Linked DNA regions of Athene noctua: all the other regions are linked to region 1. A link is a contact called in public Hi-C data. All regions are on one chromosome and are shown on one strand. Each heading gives the region's core, a stretch centred on a gene start, on an enhancer-like site or on the middle of the called end of the contact. The rest is flanking DNA. Distances are from core to core; before and after follow the strand shown.

Evidence for each region. A called contact is a pair of places that touch in the nucleus more often than the background predicts.
Region 2: a contact with region 1 is called in a Hi-C map of heart, with 4 times the contacts expected there. The contact joins the promoter of MAVS here to the promoter of FASTKD5 in region 1. A contact is called at or near these places in 2 of 2 Hi-C or Micro-C datasets (heart and liver).
Region 3: a Hi-C map of liver shows a contact between it and region 1, with 6 times the contacts expected there. The contact joins the promoter of DDRGK1 here to the promoter of FASTKD5 in region 1. A contact is called at or near these places in 2 of 2 Hi-C or Micro-C datasets (heart and liver).

What each region holds. Positions count from the first base shown.
Region 1 is chr4:3,390,644-3,394,877 of bAthNoc1.hap1.1, forward strand. It overlaps FASTKD5 (FAST kinase domains 5), which reads left to right and starts at 2,250. Exons shown (of 2, transcript XM_074904271.1): 1 at 2,250-2,338. UBOX5 (U-box domain containing 5) reads left to right here and starts at 2,252. Exons shown (of 5, transcript XM_074904272.1): 1 at 2,252-2,338.
Region 2 is chr4:3,566,475-3,570,708 of bAthNoc1.hap1.1, forward strand. It overlaps MAVS (mitochondrial antiviral signaling protein), which reads left to right and starts at 2,086. Exons shown (of 7, transcript XM_074904278.1): 1 at 2,086-2,143; 2 at 2,982-3,111; 3 at 3,235-3,409. The coding sequence starts at 2,995. It overlaps PTPRA (protein tyrosine phosphatase receptor type A), which reads right to left and starts at 1,776. Exons shown (of 25, transcript XM_074904276.1): 1 at 1,436-1,776.
Region 3 is chr4:3,253,987-3,258,220 of bAthNoc1.hap1.1, forward strand. It overlaps DDRGK1 (DDRGK domain containing 1), which reads left to right and starts at 1,833. Exons shown (of 9, transcript XM_074904266.1): 1 at 1,833-1,968. The coding sequence starts at 1,881.

The DNA.
Region 1 (4,234 bases), core at 1,000-3,499:
GTGAAAAGGAAATCCACCTAGTAGAAAGATCAGGAAGGGATGCAAGTACCAACTAAGTCTATGTGCCAAGCCCAGCTTAATGCACTTCCATGCTCAAGGCCTCATATAATTACTGATTGCCAGTGCTTAAAGACTGCAGTGAACAGGAGACAGATGTCTGGGCACAGCAGAGCCATGAATATCTGAAATACTCAAAAGCTGTCTGGACCCAGCCCTGGCCAGCTGGCTCTGGGTAGCGCTGCTGGAGCAGGGGATTGGACCAGATGACTTCCAGAAGCCCCCTCCCACCTCAACCACTTGGGTTCTGTCAGTAAGGCTGCAGTGACAGGCACCTCCACCGCACCCCATTCACAACCCCAATCCACACAGGAGTGGAGCAGCCTCCCAGCAGCCTCTCATCGCCCCCCACACCCCAGGGCTGGACCCTGTCCCACTGCCCACAGTCAGCAGCTACCCCTTGCAAGTGACACCCACCCCAGCACTCCCAGCAGGGAGACAGCACCAGTTCACCCACTCAGGCTGCTGCTGTCTGCTAGCTGATGCCTGCAAGCAGTTGGTGCTAATTGTTGTAATTGGGGCAAGAATGTGCTCGAGGACATAATTCACATAATCACAAAATCAGCTAGGTTGGAAAAGACCTTGAAGATCGTCCAGTCCAACTGTTAACCTAGCACTGACCGTTCCCAACTCCCCCAGATCCCTCAGCGCTGGCTCAGCCCGACTCTTCAACCCCTCCAGGGATCCCGGGGACTCCCCCCTGCCCTGGGCAGCCCATTCCAACGCCCAACAGCCCCTTCTGCACAGAAATCCTTCCTCAGAGCCAGCCTGACCCTGCCCTGGGCAGCTTGAGGCCATTCCCTCGGGGCCTGGCGCTGGCTCCTTGGCTCCAGAGACTCATCCCCCCTCTCTGCCCCCTCCTGGCAGGGAGTTGCAGAGGGCCAGGAGGTCTCCCCTCAGCCTCCTCTTCTCCAGACTGAACCCCCCCAGTTCCCCCAGCCGCTCCCCAGCAGACCTGTGCTCCAGACCCTGCCCCAGCTCCGTTGCCCTTCTCTGGCCACGCTCGAGTCATTCAATGGCCTTTTTGGGGTGAGGGGCCCAAAACTGAACCCACTCACCGAGGGGCGGCCTCCCCAGTGCCGAGCCCAGGGCTCAGATCCCTTCCCTGTCCCTGCTGGCCACGCCAGTGCTGACACAAGCCAGGATGCCATTGCCCTCCTTGGCCCCCTGGGCACACTGCTGGCTCACTATCAATCCCCCCAGGTCCCTCTCTGACTGGCAGCTCTCCAGCCACTCCTCCCCAGGCCTGTAACCCTGCTGGGGGTTGTTGTGGCCCAAGGGCAGCCCCTGGCATTTGCCCTTAGCGAAATTTTTGCAACTCTGATGGGTACAGCCCAGGGAGGGCAGAGAAACCAACAGACACCTGTGGGAGTCAAAGACAAGAAAACTAAGAAACTTTACAGACAGCAATAAGCCAAGGCGAGGCCTTATATGAAAAATGACTCAGAGTTCGCAGACAGTAAGACGCCTCTTCACCAGCCTCTAAGGACCACCACAGACTGCCTGAAACCCCCATGGAAGCCCCTCGGAAACCTGTTCTCAAATTTTAGTACACTCGTGCAATGTATTGATATCCCATGAAATATAGATATATTATGCAATATATCTATACATTAGATCCTCTGGAAATAGGTGTGGAAATTACATGAATATTCTTTTTTTTTTTTTTTAAATTGTATATAATAAGTGCATTTGTCTTTTGACATGCCCGTTAGGTGGAGTGATCCCCCGTGCATCCAGCGCTGCAATAAAGCACGCCCGCCTTCTAAAACTTCAAATTAAGTCTTTGGGGTTCTTTTGAGAATGAATTTACTGCAGCAAGCGGCACCGGGGGACCGGCCCCTGCAGACCGCGGCCCAGATCCCCGGCGCTGCCGTGAGCCTCATGGCCCTCCCCAGGCCACCCCGCCGGGGCTCGCAGCCACCGCGGCTCGGGGCGGTTCCCGGAGGGGCGGTGTCGAGCAGCCGAAGAACCCCCAAAGCCACCATCCTCCATGGCCGCGCACCGACATGGCGGCCCCGCTCTGGGCAGCCACGTGACGCCTCCCCCGGTATCACATGACCCCCGCTCCCGCATCACGTGGGGCCGCTGCGCGCCGCGCGCCGCTGGCGCCACCTGCCGGCCGGCCGCTCCGCTGCCGCGCGTGGCCCCGCTGGGTTGCCGTACGGCCGGAAGTGCGTCACCGTCAGGTGGGCGGAAGTCGGCGGGAGGCGACGGGGGCGGCCGGGCGGAGGGGCTGGCGGGCGGCAGGGCCAGAGCCGGCGGCGGGCGCCTAGCCCCGGTGAGTGCGAGCGGGCAGCGCGGGCCGCCACGTCCCTTTCCCTCTCCTCTGCCCCTTCCCCGCGGCCTCCCCTCGGCAGCGCCGCCCCCTCAGCGGGGCAGCGGCGGGGGCAGCGCAGGCGCATGCGCGGAGCCCCCCCCCCGCCCGTCGCCTTGCCCAGCGGCGGGGGCTTCGCTGCCCCGTGTGCGGGTATGTGTAGGTACCGCAGATGTGTAGGCACAGCCCAGGGGGGAAGGAGCGGGGCTCGGCCTTCTAGCTGTGCCCGCCGGGGGCCGGGCCAGGCAGCCGCGCCGCCACCGCTGGTGGTGTTGGCGGCCGAGCCCTTCGTCGTGCCTGCTGCCTTCTGGTGCCGGCGGGGGCTTGAAAGGGAGGGAAAAAAGCACAAACAAAGGAAAAAGTGACGGTTTTGCACTCTGACGTCATAATCCGTTGGGGGGGGGAAAAAACCCTCCTTTTTTTGTTATTTTTCTCTTCAGCCCAGGCACAGGTGCTGATTGTAGGCTCTTGGCCAAAACGAGCTGGTTTACCCCCCACCTTGATCGGATCTGAAGTGCCTCACACGTACCGAGGAGACGTCTTCTGCCCTTTTATTGTCCGTGGTGCTGGGTAGGGGGAAGCACAGGACGGGGCGGTGTGCTGCAGAACTGGGCGGTCTCCTAGCGTGGATCCTGTGAGGGTTTCCCAGTGCTGCTGAAAGTCCCTTTGAGTGTTTCAGAGGGACCAAAAGCAGGGACAGCGTTTCAGGGTGCACCCGTATCCCTTTTCACAGAGCTAATACTCTGAAGCGGGTGGCATCCCTCCAGGAATGTTGTTTTCCCTGGTGTTCAGCTAACGCTCAGCTGTGCAGTTGCGCTCTTGGCCAAGAGCTCAGCTCTAAGTGTGACACACAGACACATACACAAAGATGTTTCCATCCCAGAGGGCCTCTGTAAAGTGCATTTGCAGCTTGCAGGGCCCAGCTCCAAAACTCGCTTTCTGGCTGGCTTTTTGGAGTCCCTGGAAGTGAAATTTCTAGAGAGACTTGCCCAGAGGTGGGAAGGAGTTTGGCTGGGTACGAGCAAGAAGTGCAGTGGGAGGAGGAAGGCAGGCTGATTACTCAGGGTAACGGGAAGAGGGGGAAATCAAGGAGAGGAGTTAGAAGAGAAATGTTGGAAGAAACTTCAAAGATCACAAAGATTTAGGCTGGGGGTGTGTGAAAGTCTTGGGCGAAAGGCCACTTGGAGCCAGCCTGGTTTTTTCAGAGGTGCTTGAAGTATCTCGACCCATGCAGACCTTGCTCCCTTGCACGTGGTCTCTTTTTTTGATGGGTTTAGAGCAAGAGAGAAGTGTTCTCTTTATTGAATAGCTTCCCAAATGTGTCACAGCTTAACGCTAAACTACACGGATGGTATTCTTAGCAGCCTGCGACACTCGACTTCAGAGGTTTTGGTGTGCAAACGCTGCGACTTTGATTCCCTGTCTTTCAAGTGGGGCTGTTGTTGCCGAGAGGGGTGTTTCTGGTAACAGTGCTGCGTTTTGTAGGTATTCTCACCTTTCAAGAGCAAATAGAAGTGGTTTTAAATAAATGGCTGTCTCTCAGTAGTGCTTTCGTGTTTCTCAACAATAGAGAAATAGAAGACATGCAGAATAGAGTCAGACAAAAAAGTCTCTCGGAAAGCCTAGGCTGGATAAGCCTCCTCTTGTCCAAGATCATCTTTGCAGCTTGAACCAACCCCTGTAATTGTTCTCCAGGACAAGCTCTGTGAGGTACTAGAAGTGGAGACGATGTCAGAGGGGATGGGGTCTCCTCCCCCCAGCCAGGGTGCAGGTCTGAGCCTTGCCCACTTCACTGCTGCCAGTCTCCAGCCACATGAAGATGGCACCTGTCACTTGCGGCCAGTTCAGCTTGGATGTCCC
Region 2 (4,234 bases), core at 836-3,335, 180 kb after region 1:
TGGTCCATGGCCCCCCCAAAACATCCCAGCTCTTCACCTTGGCCACATCATGGGAGCGGGCAGTGCCCTGACCATCCCTGGGGTCTCGTTCCTCATCCCAGAGCCCCACATCGAGACGGTTTCCCGGCCTCACCGTTGGAATAACGGCATGAGTTTGCATTCGATTCTCATCGGAGAAAGACATAAATCCTCCCTGCAAACCCAACAGCTCCCTGCATCGGCTGCGGCCACCCCGAGCACCTCCCTCCCTCCCACCGGCTGCTGCAGCAACAGGAATGAAGATAAAGAAAGATGAAAAACTCCTGTTGTGGCTCCAGTTTTATTCGCCTGCACCCCTTCCTTTTCTAGAAGTCCTTGGACAGGAGAGGAAAAATCCCTAAATCATTTCAAAGCATCTTGCACGCTTGCAGCAAGCTCTCCCCAGCCACCGACAGGCAGGGAAGGGATGACGAAGTTTTTCAGCGTAATACGCTGTGGAGAGCGTCCTGCAAACGAGCAAAGTAAATTCCTGAGGCTCTCGGCAAGGACCCCAGCGCTCCTTGCGAAACTTCCCAGCTGGAACCTCACAGTCGAAAAGCCAGAAAACATCGTTTTTCCCTCCTCCAACAAACAGGGGCTGGGATTCCTTTCACGACAGTATTTGGATTTTAATGTCAGTCCATATTTAGCAAAAGGAAAAAAAGCCTCCCTTCCTTCCTGTCACATTTTCCACCCTTGATGACATCCAAGATCAGAAATAAGCGTTGGCCAAGGAGGGAGGATGCATCTACCCGAGCGTGGGAGAGCCCGGAGCGTGGCAGCCCGCTGGGGATGCGCGGAGACACCAGTGACGAGGGGACACAACCTTGGGGTCCCCTCCGAGGCTCCGCTTCGGAGCATCTCCCCGAGGGACACGGTGCGGGGCGGGAGGCAGGTTACGAGCCGACGAGGCTGGTATACCCCTCACAAAAAACCCCCTCGTGTCCCCGCTGAGGAGGCCGGGGGTGAGACCGAGCACGGTTGTTTGCCCACGGAGGGGCCGGTGTCCTGCGTATCGGTGTCCCCCGGCGATCCTGCGGCAGGGAGAGGCGAGCGCGGGGTCCACGCAGGACGTGTCCCGTCTGCTGGGTGTCAGAGGGTGCCCGGGTGGGAGCCCGGAGCCCCCGGGTGCGAGGAGAGAGGGAGGAGGCCGCTGCAGACCCACGTGCAGAAGTTCGCGTGTGCGATCCACGATTCGCTTTTTATTATTATTATAAAAGCATAATAAAACTCGCGGCGGGAGGGCAGGGGAGGGCGGGGAGCCGGGCAGGAGCTCACGGCAGCCCGAGCCGGGCCCCACGCAGAGGCCGCGGACACGCGTGGGTGCCGCCCGGAGAGGCCCCGCCTGGCGCCCCCCGCGTCGCCATAACAACCCCGGGCCCGGTTCGTTCCCCCCCGCCCCGGGTCGGTCACTCACCTGCGGCGCGGCGGGCGGCGCCGGGCCGGTCCCGCTCCTTCTCCCTCGCTGGCTCTCGCCGCCGCCCAAGGGCTCCGGTACGACGCCGCGGCGGCCGGCCGCGACCATGGACGCCGCGCCGGGGGAGGGCGCGGGGGTCGGGGCGGGGGGGAAGGGGGGTGGGGGGGAAAAGAAGGGGAGGGGAAAGGGGGGAGGGGGAAAGGCCCCGCCGCCCCTCAGCGCCCCGCCGCCGGGCTGCCGGCCCTCAGCGGCGCCCCCGCAGCCGCCCGCCCGCTCCTGCCGCCGCCGCCATGGTGCGGCTCCGTGCAGGGCGCGCTCCGCTGACAGGCCCGGGGCGGGGCGAGGGGCGGGGCGCCGCGGCCGCGGAGGGATCCCTCCGCCAGGTGCCCGCCGGCCGTCCCCGTTACGGTGCTGCCACCTGCCGGCGCGGGGGGGGGGAGCCGGCTCCCTCCGCCCGGTTCCCCCCGGCCCGCCGCCGCGGGGTGAGGGCCGCGATCAAGCCCCGCCGAGCCGGGCCGGCCCCCGGAGGAGGGACCGGGGGGGGGGGCGGTGGAGGGGGCGGGCACTTCCCCATCGACAACACCGTACCTCACAGCGCCTGTCTGTCACCGCGACGGGCGTGCGTGGCGGCCAATCGGAAGCGGCGAGGCGCGGGGTGGGCGGGCGCGGAGCGTTCCCGGGAGCGCGCGGCGGTGGCGGCGGGCGCAGGTAGGGGGGTGCGGCGGCGGACGGGCCGGGCCGGGTCCGCGGCGGGGCCCATCCCCGGGCTGAGCCCTGAGCGGGGGTTAGTCCGTTGGCACACGCAGAGTCTCCCCGGGAGCGGGCTAGGCCGTGCTGCGGGACAGGGGGCCCGGCCGGGCGAGCAGGCCTCCCCTCCCGGCCCGCCGTGCCCCCGGGAAAAGGGGATTTTATATTCCTTCCGTCGGCGAGAAGCCGCGTCGCCCTGGGCCTAAAGTAGGACACAGCCTTGGTCCCCCTTCGCCTGGCGTGACCCCGCACTTCGCCATGTTACGGAACCTGCAGAAAAACCCTGCAGGCGGGGTCAGCCCCGCAACAAAAAAAAAACCCAACAAACCAAAACCATAAAAAATCAGTAAATACGGCTGGGCATTGCAGGGGGAAATTGGATTTGTGAAAGCAGAGTCCAGAGCTGAACTTTAAACCTGGGTTATTTCACGTGGTTTCCACCCTGGATTTCCCCGTGCGTCGATCACCTCCACAGCAAGGCCGAGAGTCTGTGCTGGAGGGCCAGGCTCCTGTAGTAGAGCCCAAGGTCCTGTAGAAAAGCCCAAGCTCCTGTAGAAGAGCTCAAGGTCCTGTAGAAAAGCCCAAGCTCCTATAGTAGAGCCAAGCTCCTATAGAAGAGACAAGCTCCTGTAGAAAACCCCAAGCTTCTATAGCCAAGTTCCTAAAGAAAAGCCCAAGTTTCTATAGCCAACCTCCTATAGAAAAGCCAAGCTCCTACAGGAAAGGCCAAGCTCCTGTAGAAAAGCCGAGTGTCACCAGCAGCCCTCTGCTCACATTTTGTCTCTCTCTCTCTCGGCAGGTGCTGAGCCAAGATGGGTTTGGCCGAAGAGAAAGTGTATGAATACATTATGAAAAACCTAAAGAATTTCAAGAACATCCGTGTGTCGTCGCTGGCTGATTCCCTGACCTGCCTGACCGACGCCGACAGAGTAAATTCCCTGCTTTCCTGACTCCTACCAGGCTCCTTCCGCAATATATACAGCTCAGGCAACGTACAGCTGCCTTACCTCTAAGCCAGACCCTCTCTTAGATGCCTTGTGTGTTTTATTTAGGATGAACTTCACACCCGGGAGGAAACACGGGGGAGCCAGGCAACTGCCTATAGGTTTTACCAGCACCTGAAGTGCCGGCAGGGCTGGGTGCCGGATCTGATCAACGCGCTGCGCCAGAACAACGCCGGGCACCTGGCCGACGAGCTGCAGCACGTATATGACACCTTGCAAGCCCGTATGTAGCCTCCTTGTCCCCAGGTGGTGCTGCCATGGGGGTCCAGTGGTGACTGGGGACCCAGACAGTGTCTCTTGGTGACTGCTGCTCTCTCTGTCCCGGCTTCTGGGGGCCTGGGGGTGACTGATGGCCCCAGGGATGTCCCTCACCCTGGTGATGTGCCTGGGGGTGGGCAGGGTCCTTGTTTGAAGGTGCTTGGGTTGGTCCTGGGCTGGGTTTCACAGCTGGAGGGGAGACGGGAAGATCCCTTCCCTGGAGGGATGCGGTGCTGGCCAGAGGGGCCTGGACAGGCTGGGGAGGTGGGACATGCAAACCTTGTGGAGTTCAGCGAGGCCAAGGGCAAGGTCCTGTACATGGGTTGGGGCAATCCCAAGCACAAATCCAGGCTGGGCGAGGAGTGGATTGAGAGCAGCCCCAAGGAGAAGGATGTGGGGGAATTAGTGGATGGAAAACTGTGAGCCAGCAACGTGTGCTCTCAGCCCAGAAAGCCAACGGTGTGCTGGCTGCACCCCGAGCAGTGTGGGCACAGGGCAAGGGGGGGATTCTCCCCCTCTGCTCCACTCTGGGAGACCCCCCTGCAGGGCTGGGTCCAGCTCTGGGGCACCAACAGCAGAAGGACACGGACCTGCTGGAGCGGGGCCAGAGGAGGCCACGGAGATGCTGGGGGGGCTGGAGCCCCCCTGTGAGGACAGGCTGGGAGAGTTGGGGGGTTCAGCTGGAGGAGAGAAGGCTCCGGGGAGACCTTAGAGCAGCCCCCCAGGGCTGAAAGGGGCTGCGGGAAAGGGGGGGGGACTCGTCATCAGGGGGAGGGATAGGACGAGGGGG
Region 3 (4,234 bases), core at 583-3,082, 140 kb before region 1:
ATAACTAAATCTTTGGTTTAAACTCTCATTAAAGAGTCACCACTTTTCAAATTTGCAGGCAAAGACATGAAAGAAAAACCCATGCATTTTTCATTCAGTTTTTATTTTTACAAGCAACCCTGAACCACTAGATGTGATATAAAATAACCATTTCTGAAGCGCACCCTCAAGCTAATCACCAGGAAAGCTTCAGTTCATAATTTATCTAACTGTGGATAGGTGCAATTTCCCTTACACCTCAAAAGTTACTAGAGGACATGTCCCTTCTGATCACCCAGTGACTGTCAGACTAACCTGGTAAGACAGAAACAGACCACAGACAATACAGTTTGAGCAGAGCACGAACAAAGGGGCATCGCCACTGATTTCCAAAATGAGATTTGAAAGATGATTATTAAACTAAAACTTTGTAATAAGACATCCAGTCTGTAGTTCACTTCCTTTTTGAGAACTTTCCACTCTGTCGCTGGTTCTACATTGTTAAGACTTAACAAATTTCTTAGTAGAAGTTGTTTTTTTCTGTGGCAGACTGATCTGAATTTGTCTTGAGCTCATGACGGTATATGCACAGGCAGCTGTGCAGTCCACAGTAATGACTGATTAGCTGAAACAGTTCCTTTGATCACATCTAGATCTCCAGTAGTCCTTAACTTCCATTTCAATTTATGAAAACATTTCCCCTAACAACAAGCAGTGGTTTTAAAAGATCACACTAAAGGGATCTCTGAAGCAAGAAAGGGCTAGATCAGTCAGAACTTCACAACCACAATGAAGTCAAAACATGTAAAAAATAAAATATTTTCGTCCTCGCTCACAGAAGGACTAGGGCAGAGCCTGACAAATGGTTTCAGATCTAACAGTGGGCCACCATCCAAAGGGGAGGGAAGTTTGTCCTCCACCCCCAGCCACAAGTTCCTGCAGCATCTTTTTGTGCTGATATATGTTATGATCTGGCTCATAACCAAATGCAGAAAAAAAAAAAAAAGAAGAAAAAAATTAAATAGTTTCCTGCTGTGGCCCATTACACAGTCATGGAGTATTGCTACCAGTAAAAGGGAATCAACAGGAGTCCGATCCTCCATTTGGCTGGACCCCAGCATGAGTTCAGCCTAACGCAACGAGCAACCTGCAGCCAAAGCTCATCCACCTCGTACCGGCTCTGCACAGATCAGCGCAAACCTGATTCTTTAAACAAATCTGCTTCCTCTGAGCAGCTTCGTTTCCTACATTTTTACCGAATTAAGCCAGCGTACTACGCGTGCAGCTAGTTTTGGGCCAGTGCAGAGTCAGCCTCTCCGATTTTGTCAGGGGCAAACTTGCTGTGGCTCAGGACGCCGTTGTTCAGCTGCCCGAGCCAGGCAGCTTCGGCGCGACTGCATGCCCACACACCGCTGACTTCAAGGCAGAACTCAGGAACTACTCATAGGTGTAACTCCACCTTCCCGGCCAGGGCCGCCCTGGCAGCGGGCGCGCACAGCGCGGCCCGCCCGAGTGCTGAGGGAAACGCCTCACCGGCCGCCCCCAGCAGCCGCGCCCCACGGCCAGACCCACCGGCGCTGCGCTGACGGGCGGTTTTGCTTCACAGTTTTTAATTCCTCGTTTAATTTCCCTTCCGGGCGCACACGGGCCGGGCCGGGCCCTGCACCTCCCCGCCCGCCTCCTGGGCCGGCGCTCCCTCAGGGCCCCCTCCGCCCCCCGGGCTGCCCTCCGCCACGCCGGCCCGGCCGCCCCGCTCCCGCCTCAGCGCCGCCCCGCTGCAGGCAGCATATGGACAGCCCGCGCTCGGGGTCCTTGCGGCGGCGAGGGGCGGGGCGCGGCAAGCACCGCCCCTGCTGCGGCCGGGGGGCGGGGCCGAGCCGGCGCTGCGGGAGGGGCGGAGGATGGACGCGGTGCTGCTCGCCGCCGCCGCCGCGCTCCTCGCCGTCCTCCTCTTCTTCGCCACCCGCCTCCGTGGCCAGGCGAGGGCAGGTGGGTCACGGCCCCGCTGGGCCTTCTTCCCGGGCCCGCCCCTGCTCTCAATGGAAACCGCGGGGTGGGGGGGGCTCGCCTCAGGCCTTCCCCTGAGGGGGAGCCGCCATGGTGGGGGGGGCCCGGTGGTTCCGTCAGGATCCCTGGCGCCCCGCCCTTCCCTCCACCCGTCGGGGTCGTCCTTCAGGCCCCGGGGTGGGAGCCCCGGGTGGTGGCGGAGAGTGCTGCTGCTGGCCGGGGCCCGGGCACGGTTCCCGGCCTGAGGCGGCCCCAGGGTGAGGGGCAGCGGGTTTGCTGTGGGGTTGAAAGGTTGGCGAGGTTCCCGCTCCCGGGCTGGGCGGGCGCAGGGAGGGTGGCCCTGAGGGCTTTTCCTGCAAACGGGGAGTGAAATCCACCGGGTGAGGTGACAGCCCAGCCCGGCTGACAGGCGGGTCTTCACCTCTCCTCCTCCCCGGCAGGCCTTGGGCAACGGCCGGTTAACGTTCGTGTCAGACATCAGAGCTGAAAGGCAGGCCGGCCTGTCACCTGCCTCTGACAGCTTGCTTTGCCTACATTTCACAGAAATCGCCCACTTCTGCTGGTTTTCCACCTCGCCCGACGCTGCGAGGGCTTGCTAGCCACGCCAGGTTTTGGTGCGGCGTTGCGTAGTCCCATTCTGGGAACGGGTAGATGATACAGCACTTCAGTTCTCCCTCAAACGGCGAGTGTTTTATTGCTGGCCAGCAGTTAGAATCACATCGCCATTTAGGTTAGAAAACATCTTTAAGATCTTCGAGTCCAGCTGTAAACCTAACACTGTCCAGTCCACTGTGGCAGTGGGAAACTGGTGGAAGCGACCTTGTGTGGGTACGAGTTGAATTTTACGGGAAGAAGTCAGATGCAGCTCTGAACTTATCAACCTTGTTGTGTTTTCAGAATGAAAGAAGGGAGTTTGTTTTTCTGTGATGTCTCAAATTCAGATATTTATCCAGGACAAATACTGAAGCTGAGTGGCTGAGAGAGTTGGGGGGTTCAGCTGGAGAAGAGAAGGCTCCGGGGAGACCTTAGAGCGGCCCCCCAGGGCTGAAAGGGGCTGCGGGAAAGGGGGGAGGGACTCGTCATCAGGGGGTGTAGGGATAGGACGAGGGGGTAGTGGTTTTCAAATGAAAGAAGGTAGATTTACATTAGATGTAAGGCAGAAATTGTTCCTTGTGAGGGTGGTGAGGCCCTGGCACAGGCTGCCCAGAGAAGCTGTGGCTGCCCCCTCCCTGGAAGGGTTCAAGGCCAGGTTGGACGGGGCTTTGGGCAACCTGGGCTGGTGGAAGGTGGCCCTGCCTGGGGCAGGGGGATCAGAAATAGATGATCTTTGAGTTCCCTTCCAACCTAAACCATTCTATGATTCTTTGTCATTATAACAACACTAGTTTCCAGGATTTGGAGTCTGTCGGGGTTTTGTTTGGGGTTTTTTTGAGGAGGTGGTAACTTTCATAAATTTTTAAGAAAAAAAGAAAACACGTCTGGTATAAACACAGTCATGCCAGTAGAAAAGTGTATACTGGTAAGGACATTGTGTTAAAAGCAGGTTTTGCTGATAATTAAGTTTTCCAACACATTTCTCTTGCACCTTCTCTTGTATAGACCTGGTCTAAATTTTTCTCAACAGCTTGGAAACTGATGAGATTTTGTCAGATTCCCGGTTAGTCAAAGCTTTTGGTAAAAAGTGAGTGCATGTCCCAGAGAAATGAGACTGCTGAAAATACGTAATTTTCTGAACTTGACTTGTATAGTGACTTGCGTAAATCAGGGTCTGCAGGGCTTGGGAGGGTTTCTTTTTCTTTTCTTTTTTAGATGTACAAAGTTCTAACTAACTTGAAACCCGAACATTTGTTTTAAATGGTCTGAATTCTCAAGAAGCTTTAATACTGGTTTTGAACGGCTTGGTTAAAGTTAGTTTACATTCAGGATAATTTCATCATTTTGAAGCCTCTTTTTCAGCGGCATCTTTTTACTCTTCCGCATTGGTCTTCCTTTTTTTTTTTTTTGTTATGGTTTTAAGATAATTTCTACCTTAATATACTGATTTCTGTCATTATAAAGTCCTTTACAAAATTTCAGATTGTGGTGATGACGTTCTCCTTACGCAAGAGGAGTTATTAAATATGCTACATCGAGGCTGTTGTGTATTTAATATCTGCAAATTTTGATCTTAAACGGGAATTCACTTTCCTTTTTCTTATGTGGAAAATGGAAGTTGTTTCAATTCTGCTAGTGTATCTGTGTTGTCTGA